Linked DNA regions of Zea mays: region 1 is linked to region 2. A link is a contact called in public Hi-C data. All regions are on one chromosome and are shown on one strand. The core of a region is the stretch at or near the end of the contact, and the rest is flanking DNA. Distances in the headings are between cores, read along the strand shown.

What was found. A called contact is a pair of places that touch in the nucleus more often than the background predicts.
Region 1: a Hi-C map of leaf shows a contact between it and region 2, with 4 times the contacts expected there. The contact joins the enhancer-like site here to the promoter of LOC100281840 in region 2. A contact is called at or near these places in 3 of 25 Hi-C or Micro-C datasets (leaf and tassel).

The regions. Positions count from the first base shown.
Region 1 is chr4:24,441,068-24,445,318 of Zm-B73-REFERENCE-NAM-5.0, forward strand. LOC103652949 (coiled-coil domain-containing protein SCD2) reads left to right here. Exons shown (of 16, transcript XM_020552484.2): 8 at 1-52; 9 at 135-245; 10 at 350-410; 11 at 655-890; 12 at 1,057-1,126; 13 at 1,292-1,333; 14 at 1,521-1,561; 15 at 1,709-1,835; 16 at 1,981-2,319. The coding sequence ends at 2,099. Among protein-coding and RNA genes, the nearest start is that of LOC103655158, 9.3 kb to the right of the region's middle. Within about 2 kb of position 2,699, at least 18 of the 20 cell types and tissues checked have an H3K27ac peak or open chromatin away from gene starts, as enhancers often do. A contact at or near this core is called in leaf and tassel, where this site is marked.
Region 2 is chr4:24,326,637-24,330,943 of Zm-B73-REFERENCE-NAM-5.0, forward strand. It overlaps LOC100281840 (fructose-2,6-bisphosphatase), which reads left to right and starts at 1,601. Exons shown (of 2, transcript NM_001154760.1): 1 at 1,601-2,234. The coding sequence starts at 1,674.

The DNA.
Region 1 (4,251 bases), core at 1,449-3,948, 120 kb after region 2:
ATCCAAGAATGGTAAAAGCGAGGAACTCACCACTCTTCAGCAACAGCTACAGGTAAGGTGCTAGTCTATGCCCTACAGTAAGGAACATTATGAGTTCAACTATAAGTTGTCAATATTGTTGGTTTCTGTTCTAGTCTGCAAGAGAAGAAGCATCGGCTGCTGTGAAGAAACTCAAAGAAGCTGAATCCGAAACACAAGAGTTACATACAATGACACGCAGGATGATCTTAAGCAAAGAAGAAATGGTTAATTTCCTCTATCATTTTTCCTTTTATCCCGAGATTCAATCAAGCATAAATGTCTAGTTGCTTGTGGAAGTGCTGATTTGAAGCACACAACTATTGTACAGGAAGAGGTTGTCATGAAGAGGTGTTGGTTAGCCCGTTATTGGGGTTTGGCTGTCCAATATGGTAATTCAGAATAAGACAACCTTTTATTTTGCAACGAATTCAACTGAATGCTGGTTTTGTTAGCATGTGTAGTGTAACACCAGCTTTCCTAAAATTCCTGTCATTGTTGAGTTTGCAGTAACACTGTTTATGTTTCCTTAGTTACTAAATTCCTTTCTGAAAGCAGTGATCGGATTGCCTATACGTAACACATTTTACCAACTGATGTTTTTTTTTTTCTGAGTAAATTCTTGCAATTCTGCAGGCATCTATCCAGACATCTCAATGTCAAAACATGAATACTGGTCTTCACTTGCACCTCTTCCATTTGAGTATGTAACATCTGCTGGACAGAGAGCCAAGGATGGATCCGAAGCAGAAGGTAATGGTTTGGAAGACGTGGACAAGCTTGTTCATGATTTGACTGTTACAGCAGGGGAAGGCAACGTAGAAACCATGCTTGCTGTTGATAAAGGACTTCAAGAACTAGCTTTCCTGAAGGTGCTTATCTTTTTAACTAGGCTTTCATCAGTTTTTATTATGCATAATATATATTCAGCAGTTCTCAGCACCTTAGGTGGCCTGGTGCTGAAGATTTTCTAGATCAAATTTTGCATTTACCTTTTTTTCTGTTGTCTCTTCTGATGCTCCTAATTAATTTTTGGAGGTGGAGGATGCGGTACTTTTTGCCCTTGCCCAACACCATCGTACTAATGTTGCTGGAGCAGCTGATCCAGGTTCCTTCAGTTGCTTTCCCTATTTGTTACTGATAGTACACCAAGAAAACTTTGCACAAAAAGATCATTATATCATGAATCATCAATTGATCAGTTGACATAATTCCTTCACTGCCTATCTATGAAGCTAACTCATGTTCATGGTTTGGTGTTTCACATATGCAGATATTAAATCATCTGGGGATGAAAAATTCACTGAGGCATTTGGTACAGTTATCTCTTTATCTTCTGTAATCTCTTTATTTTCTGTAATCATCATATTAGTAGCTAGCTATACGAGAATTATGTTCTTTCAACATTAGTTGGCTGGTTAGCTGTAGTATCACCCAGTGCCATGTTTGTCCTGCTGGGGAACTCTACAAATCCATGACCATACTTAATCTGAGTTGTGCAGACCTAAGCAAGGAGGAGGAAGAAGATGTACAGTTCAAGCAGGTACCGTCCCCGTTCCTTTTTTTTTACTCTGAGACTCTGACTTAAACCAGCAAGTTGGTTAATTCTGTGCGAAGTTACTGATAAAATTCATTATGTAAACGCCAATGTTCTTATGTGGTGGCCGTCAACTCTGGTGCCGCGACCCAGGCTTGGCTCATATTTTTCTGGAGGAGGGCTAAGACCAACAACGTGGAAGAAGATATTGCCGAGGAGCGATTGCACATGTGGATCGATCGACACGGCCAGCAACCAACGTCACATGACGCTGTGGATGGTATAATTTCTTTTCTTCTGACTGCTTTCTTGTAGTATGCTTGAGGCTGTTGCCACACTGAACTTTGAAGAAGCCACGACGGTGATTGCTGGCCGTGAAAATCAGTCCGGAGATGACTTATATACCTTGGGCATTGTTCTCGCAGTTGAGCAAGGCATACACGAGCTGAGGAAGCTTGGCATCGAGCAGCTCCTGTGGGAGCTCTCCCGCCACGAGGCGAACCTTGCCAAAGACAGTCCATCTGATGTCGAGGACCTGACCTAACAGTAACAGCCTGAGCGGACGACGGTGGCCATCTCCCACCCAAATGCAGTCCAGGCTCCAGCCATATATTTGTATATCATACAGATAACTGGGACATGTAAACATTTTTTGTGGTTTTGGTTTTTCAGCTTTGTCACAAACAGTTCACTGACTCTCCCCGATGTACATAACTTCCACCCCCCGCTTTTGTTGTTTGTAAAAGGCAGCTTGAGGTGTGCAACGGAGAGTGTGTTGATGCGCACGGCGAAAAGGCGCGATAGATAGAAGAATGGCTGGTCAGCCGACTCTGCATGTATAGGTACCGTTACACGGCATGCAGTCCAACAACAGAGGAACATGCCATATACATGTCCTGGACTCTGAGTCTGAGGCCACATGAAGGGCATTGAAGCAACACTCGATTTTTCTATCAGCAAGCATCAAGCAATCAGTGAGCGTGTTGTACCAGAGCTAAAAAAAGAAAAACAACCTCTGTTCAAGGAAGAAGAAGAAAACGAACCCGGCAGAAAATAAAAGGCCCAGATAAAACTGAGCCCAACGAGGCCCTCGTCCTGTTTGGCTGTCAGATCATGCAGCCGGCCGCTTGCATACAGGTGCAGTTTTGGGTCCAGCGAGTTTTTAGACCCATCAGACAGCGACGAGCGAGCTGCAACGTTAGGGTATAGCTATTAGCTATACTGTGCAGCACCTATCCAACATTACATGGCGATGCAGACAGTCAAACGCACCTAGAAAATCACGAGAGGCACATCATCTCAGTACTTCGACGTCAATTTGTTTCTGAATCACAGGCGCGCATATATACACAACGTGCGTGTGCATGCCCTTTTCCTGTGCGATCGGTCGACGTCGACGACCGGTCCGATCGATTCTTCAATCTAGCCGCATTAGCAGTGAGCTAAGCCGGCCTAATTCCTCTAGTGTTCAGCTAGCTTGTGACAGCTCTCTTTCACAAGTCAGAACCAAACTGTAGGTCCCAGCTAACTACGTGTCGTTGCTTTCGGCTGGGGTTTTGTATATTCCCGTGCCGTGCGTGTCATGTTCTGCCCGGAAATGTGTGCGTGCATGGCGGATTATTATATATATATATATATATATATATATATATATATATATATATATATATATATATATATATATATATATATATATATATATATATATTAGGAGGCCTGTGTTTCCAATAACTAGAGGAAGCCCAGGTCGGACGGTGCAATCCGGTCGAGCCGGACCACATCCGGACGTCTATAAAACAGGACCCGGAGTGCTAGGGTTCAGTTTTTTACGCTCCACCCCGATTCATTAGCGACGCCGCGTGCGACGATGGCGGTTGCCCCAGAGCGTGCGCCGCGGTGGACCCCCAGCCGGTGGCCGCAACTCCATGACCTCGACGCGCGGTGGCGGAGGTTCCTCGATCCGGAGTAGTGGCGGCGGTTCCCAGGTCTGTGGCGGCGGCTCCCCGATCCAAAGGGCGAGCGACAGCGGGGCCCTTGTGCGGGCAAGCGGCGGCGTCCTCGAGGTCCCGAGGAGGCGGCACTTCCAAGGCCGACGAGCAAGCGACGCCCGTCGACGTGCGAGTAGCGACGGCGACGCATGAGGCGCAATGTTCGAGCGAGCGGTGTCACGGAAGGCCCGAGATGCGCGCAACGATGATCGCGCGTGACATCCTCCGATCCGGCGCAATTTTCTTTTCGATTATTGTGTTTTATGCCTACCACATGTATTATTTACGCCAATGTCACACCCGTTTCCAAAGGGCAGAGCCGGGTGCATAGCATATGTGTGCCAGGATCTATTTCCACACATATGTTGACGTCACAAGTGTAATATATCAAAAGAACAATGCATAAAAGCATAAATAACGAGTATATTAACATATTACACTTCAAACAGACATAATGTCTTAACCTTTATTCATCAAAGTACAGCGAAACATAGACATCCATCCACAGGAAGATGACCGGGGGTATCACTAGACTAGCATCTACAGAGTCTAGCATCATAACTTCATCTGCAACTTCTGATCAAAATTAAGCAAGGGTGAGCTCACTTATGGTCGGGGCTCAGCAAGTGGGGGAAAAACTAATGCAAGTCTAACAAGGTGAGGCTGAGGTTGAGCAGTAAGCATTTTAGTTGGTCAACATTTTATTAA
Region 2 (4,307 bases), core at 351-2,850:
AAGTGAAGTTGTGCTCATACTCATATCAAACTAGATAGTCCAATGTGGTGTGTTGGACACTTAATAACTAAAACAGGTAGAAATGACCCTATGGCACAACGCCCTTTCAATCTACCCATTTTTGGTGATTTATGCCAACACACCTAAAGCAACTCAAATTTGACTAACTTAACCAATATGAGTCAAAAGCGGCAAATTGAAGCTCAAACTCAAACTAAAGAATTGTTTGAATGATTTGGCATAGTTGAATCACTTAGCCAACACTTGCTTTGGATTTTGCAAATTAGCTAATAGTTGCCTAGCTTGTGCTTTGTAACTAGGGATGACAACGGAGAATTCCTCGTCGAGGAATAGCTCTCTATGTCCGTCCCCGAGACATCAAAAATTCTTGCGGGGATCCCCACGAAAGTTTGTGGGATATTTCTGCCCCATCCCATTCTTCGCAGGGATAAATCATCGACGAGATCCTCGTCCCCGCTTAAATTATAATTAGGATGTACGTCCTTTGTTATCGGTACAAAACATTGTCACTTATATACATTGTCATATGTACAAATTATTATGTATACATCAAAATGAACATATTTGTAAATAAGTGATCTCTTGAAAATAATTATTTATTTTTATCATTAACAATTACACGAAAGATATGTCACGTACAAGTTTAATGGATCTCCGTGTCCGTGGGGAACAGAGATGGAGAATGCTTCCTCATCCTATCCCTGTTTACACGTCAAAGGTGAATTTTCCTCCTTTTACATATCACGGGGAAGAATTTCCCACGTGAAATCGAGTATCTCTTAGACTCGTTGAGACGTGACCTCAAAACCTCGTATACAGGAACACCGAACACGACTATGGACGTGGCGTGTTTGGCTTGATTTATAAATCACTGAAAATAAGCAATAATCTGTCTAGACTATTGTTGTTTCTTATACCATCCATAGTTCACTTGAACTAATAAACGAGAATCGAATAATCACGAGAAAGTTTGCGCGTCTTAGAATCTAAACATGGTAGAGAGAAGCGAAACGATCAAAACCCTGCTAAAAATTTTACACTAGCCCGAACTTCTGATGCCTACGAGCAAACTATGGTTCTTCTTCATATCAGGGGACTCATTTTGTACAATCACCTTTTTTGTGTAATCGTGCAATTAAGGGCTAATTTAAAAACTCCATTTTTTTAAGAGGTTCTTGTTTTTTAAAGGGAAAATAAACTAATTTCCTTAAAAAAATGGGATTCCTAGACTAACCCTAAACATCTAGAATATCCAATCTAGATCTAACGATTTGATATGAAAGAGATTAAATATAAAAATAGATACTAGATTTCTAATGGAAGAGGTTAAATATAAAATAGCCATAACTGTTGGATTTTGATTTGATAGTATACAATAAATCGATTGCGTTTGCATCTACATGGTTGATTGCACGTCATATTTCCGCCTCGTATCGCAGTTTTCATCAAGAAATTGGGTGACAGCATTTTGATTTTTGCATACGGCTTTGCCACGTGAGCAAAGATGCCAGCCTGGCTGCACGAATCTCAGCGCTCGCACTCCCCTCGCCAGGAAAGGAAGGCACGGACGGACGGACCACTACCGCGACATCACTCACTCCGCCCTCTACACCTCGCGCTCCCACCGCCCGGTGTCAGATCTCGCCGCCGCGATGGGCTCCGCCCACTCGTCCGTCTCCACCACTGGCGGCGAAGACGAAGAAGACGACGAGGATCCGTCCGCGTCAGCCGTCTCCTCCGCGGGCGCACAGGCGCCACCGCCCGCTCTGTCGCCGTCGCCGGTCCGCGTGCCCCCGGCCTCCGCGTCCAAAGTGCTGGAGCAGGAGCCCGAGGTGCTGCCGTGCCTCGCCGCGGACTCGCCGCTCTCGCCGCAGCCCTCGGCGGCGGGCACCCCGCGCCTCCTCGCGGGTCCCGGCATCAAGGTCTGGGACCCCTGCCACGTTCTCCTGCCCCCGCCGCCGCCGTCTCCGCACGCAGGGAGGCAGGTTGACGCCGCGGCCATCGAGGTCGTTGTGGTCAGCCACGGCGAGTGCGCAGCCGCGATGCGCCCGGACCTTGTCGGCGGCCGGTGGCCGGCCACGGCGCTCACGGCGCGCGGGGAGCGTCAGGCTCGCGCGCTCGCTGTGTTCCTGCGCTCCCGCGGCGCCAGGCTCGCCGCCGCCTATGCGTCTCCGCTTGACCGTGCGCGCGCCACCGCTGCTCTCGTCTGTCGGGTGAGCGATTCTTCGCAACTCCTGTCCTCCTGCTGCATTACGTTGCTGCCGCTTCATTTTTGTATTGAATGCACCTGAATTAGACCTCACAGCTTTTATGTCATAAACTCAATGCTTGTTATTTCCGCATCTACATTGTACTTTACATCATAAACTCTCGTGTCAGCTTGGAATTCTCATTGTTGTGCTAAAGCTATTATCTTTTGAACAAAGGGTGATCTTGCGTTGTGAACATTAGTTCAAAGTAGTCTTTGTTGTGTCTAATCTCTAATGTTTGTTTGATGCACACCTCTCAGATCGTGCCGCTAAAACATGGTACTAAAATAGGTGATAAAAGGCGCTCTTTGCTGTTTTTCTAGGCTCGTGGGTAAGCATGGTATTTTATAACTGTGTTTGATTCTCAATAGTTTTAGCTGCAGATCATCTATAGTTTTTCTTCCTTTCAATCTTTAACATGGGGCCATGGGCAGCCATTCCCCTGTCAGTTCAGGAATGCATCGGTCTTTGAGGAAGACTGAATGTAGTCTTCATTGTATGGAAGGTTGTCCTTTAAGGTTGCACACATTGTCTTATACCCTGATAATTGTACATTTTTTATGTTTTCTGGTTGCAAATCACAGCTAGTTGATATAGGCACTTCTGTGATTAATGGGTGAGAAAGCAGTTTGTTTATCTTCCATGCCAGTTTTCTTCCCATTTTATTTGATTATTTTCCACATTGGACAAGAGATTATCATTCATTTATCTTTTAAAATATTTTTTGTTTTGCTGGAATTTGTCTGAAGGGTCTGGTTGTGTTAATATAAGGGCGCATCTTTAGTGAATGTGGAAAAACTTTGAAAAATGGTTAACTTTCATCCGAAAGCGTACTTTGAAGTTCTGGAAAAAAAACTTGGCATATTGATAGACCATAGTCATTCATAGATGTACTTTGTTGGAAACCTGAGATTCCAACTCATTCTATATTAGTTCGTACAAAAACGGGTGCCAAAATGTTCATTTTCATATGAATTATTCTATAATGAGTTTGAGTCTCAACTTTTTTTTGACAAAGTACATCATAACATGAACTATCAACACACCAAGTTTCAGATTTTGTCGAAATTCCATTGTATACTTTTAGACAGATCTTCATCATTTTCATATCTGTGCCATTTTAACCAGAGATGCACCCACAGACAGTATGGACCACATAACACTAGCATGAACAGAGAATCTTCTGTATCCAATGCATCTTAACCTGAAATGGATGCCTGTTGATACAGCTTTTGAGCATCTGTTGTTGTCTTTCTGTAATTTAATGGTACCTAATTTACAACTGGGGGGAAAATATGCTTTCTGCTGAACAATACCTCCTAGGACTCTAGGAATGATAATGCTAACATGAGTGCCCGGCTCCCACATGACTGGGGTTTGGGTAAGCAATAAACGAGGCAAGCCCCCACCCAGGTGGAGCGGTTATTTCGAACCCGTGACCTGGTGACTTAGTGAGACAGCTCCCATCACTGCACCAGATCTGCTGCCGTTCAACAGGAATGTCTTTAACAAAAGAATGAAATAACGCCGTGGAAGAAAGTTACGATTTATATTACATTAGGAAATAATGATGTGGAAATGCTCTGCATGCAGAGATTCAATGCTTTTGCATGCTTTTAGTGGGTTTGGTAGTAAGGCTGCTTAGGGGTGTTCTAACCTTGTTACTGTCCTCCTGGTCACTATTTAATCCTTTAGTGGCATCTGTTTGCCTTTGTTAAACCGGTGCCAGCTGTGTTGTTGTGTGTAAGCGTTGTGTTGGATGTATGAGTTTCATTTGCATGGCTTTTTCTTCTTCTTAAGTGAAGTGATGTGCAACTCTTCTCCATATCGAGAAAAAAATAGTAGGTTTGGTAAAAAGCGCTAGTAGTGAGTGAGATATGAGAGTACCGATTCAGTGGTTAATATAATGCTGGACAAGACAGCTGATGCGTCTAACATCCATGCTACACTGCTACTGCATATGGTGGTTTTCTTCTTGGAGAGTGCACATCTTATGCAATATGCATTCCTGTTTATGTCCATTTGTGACCATTGCAC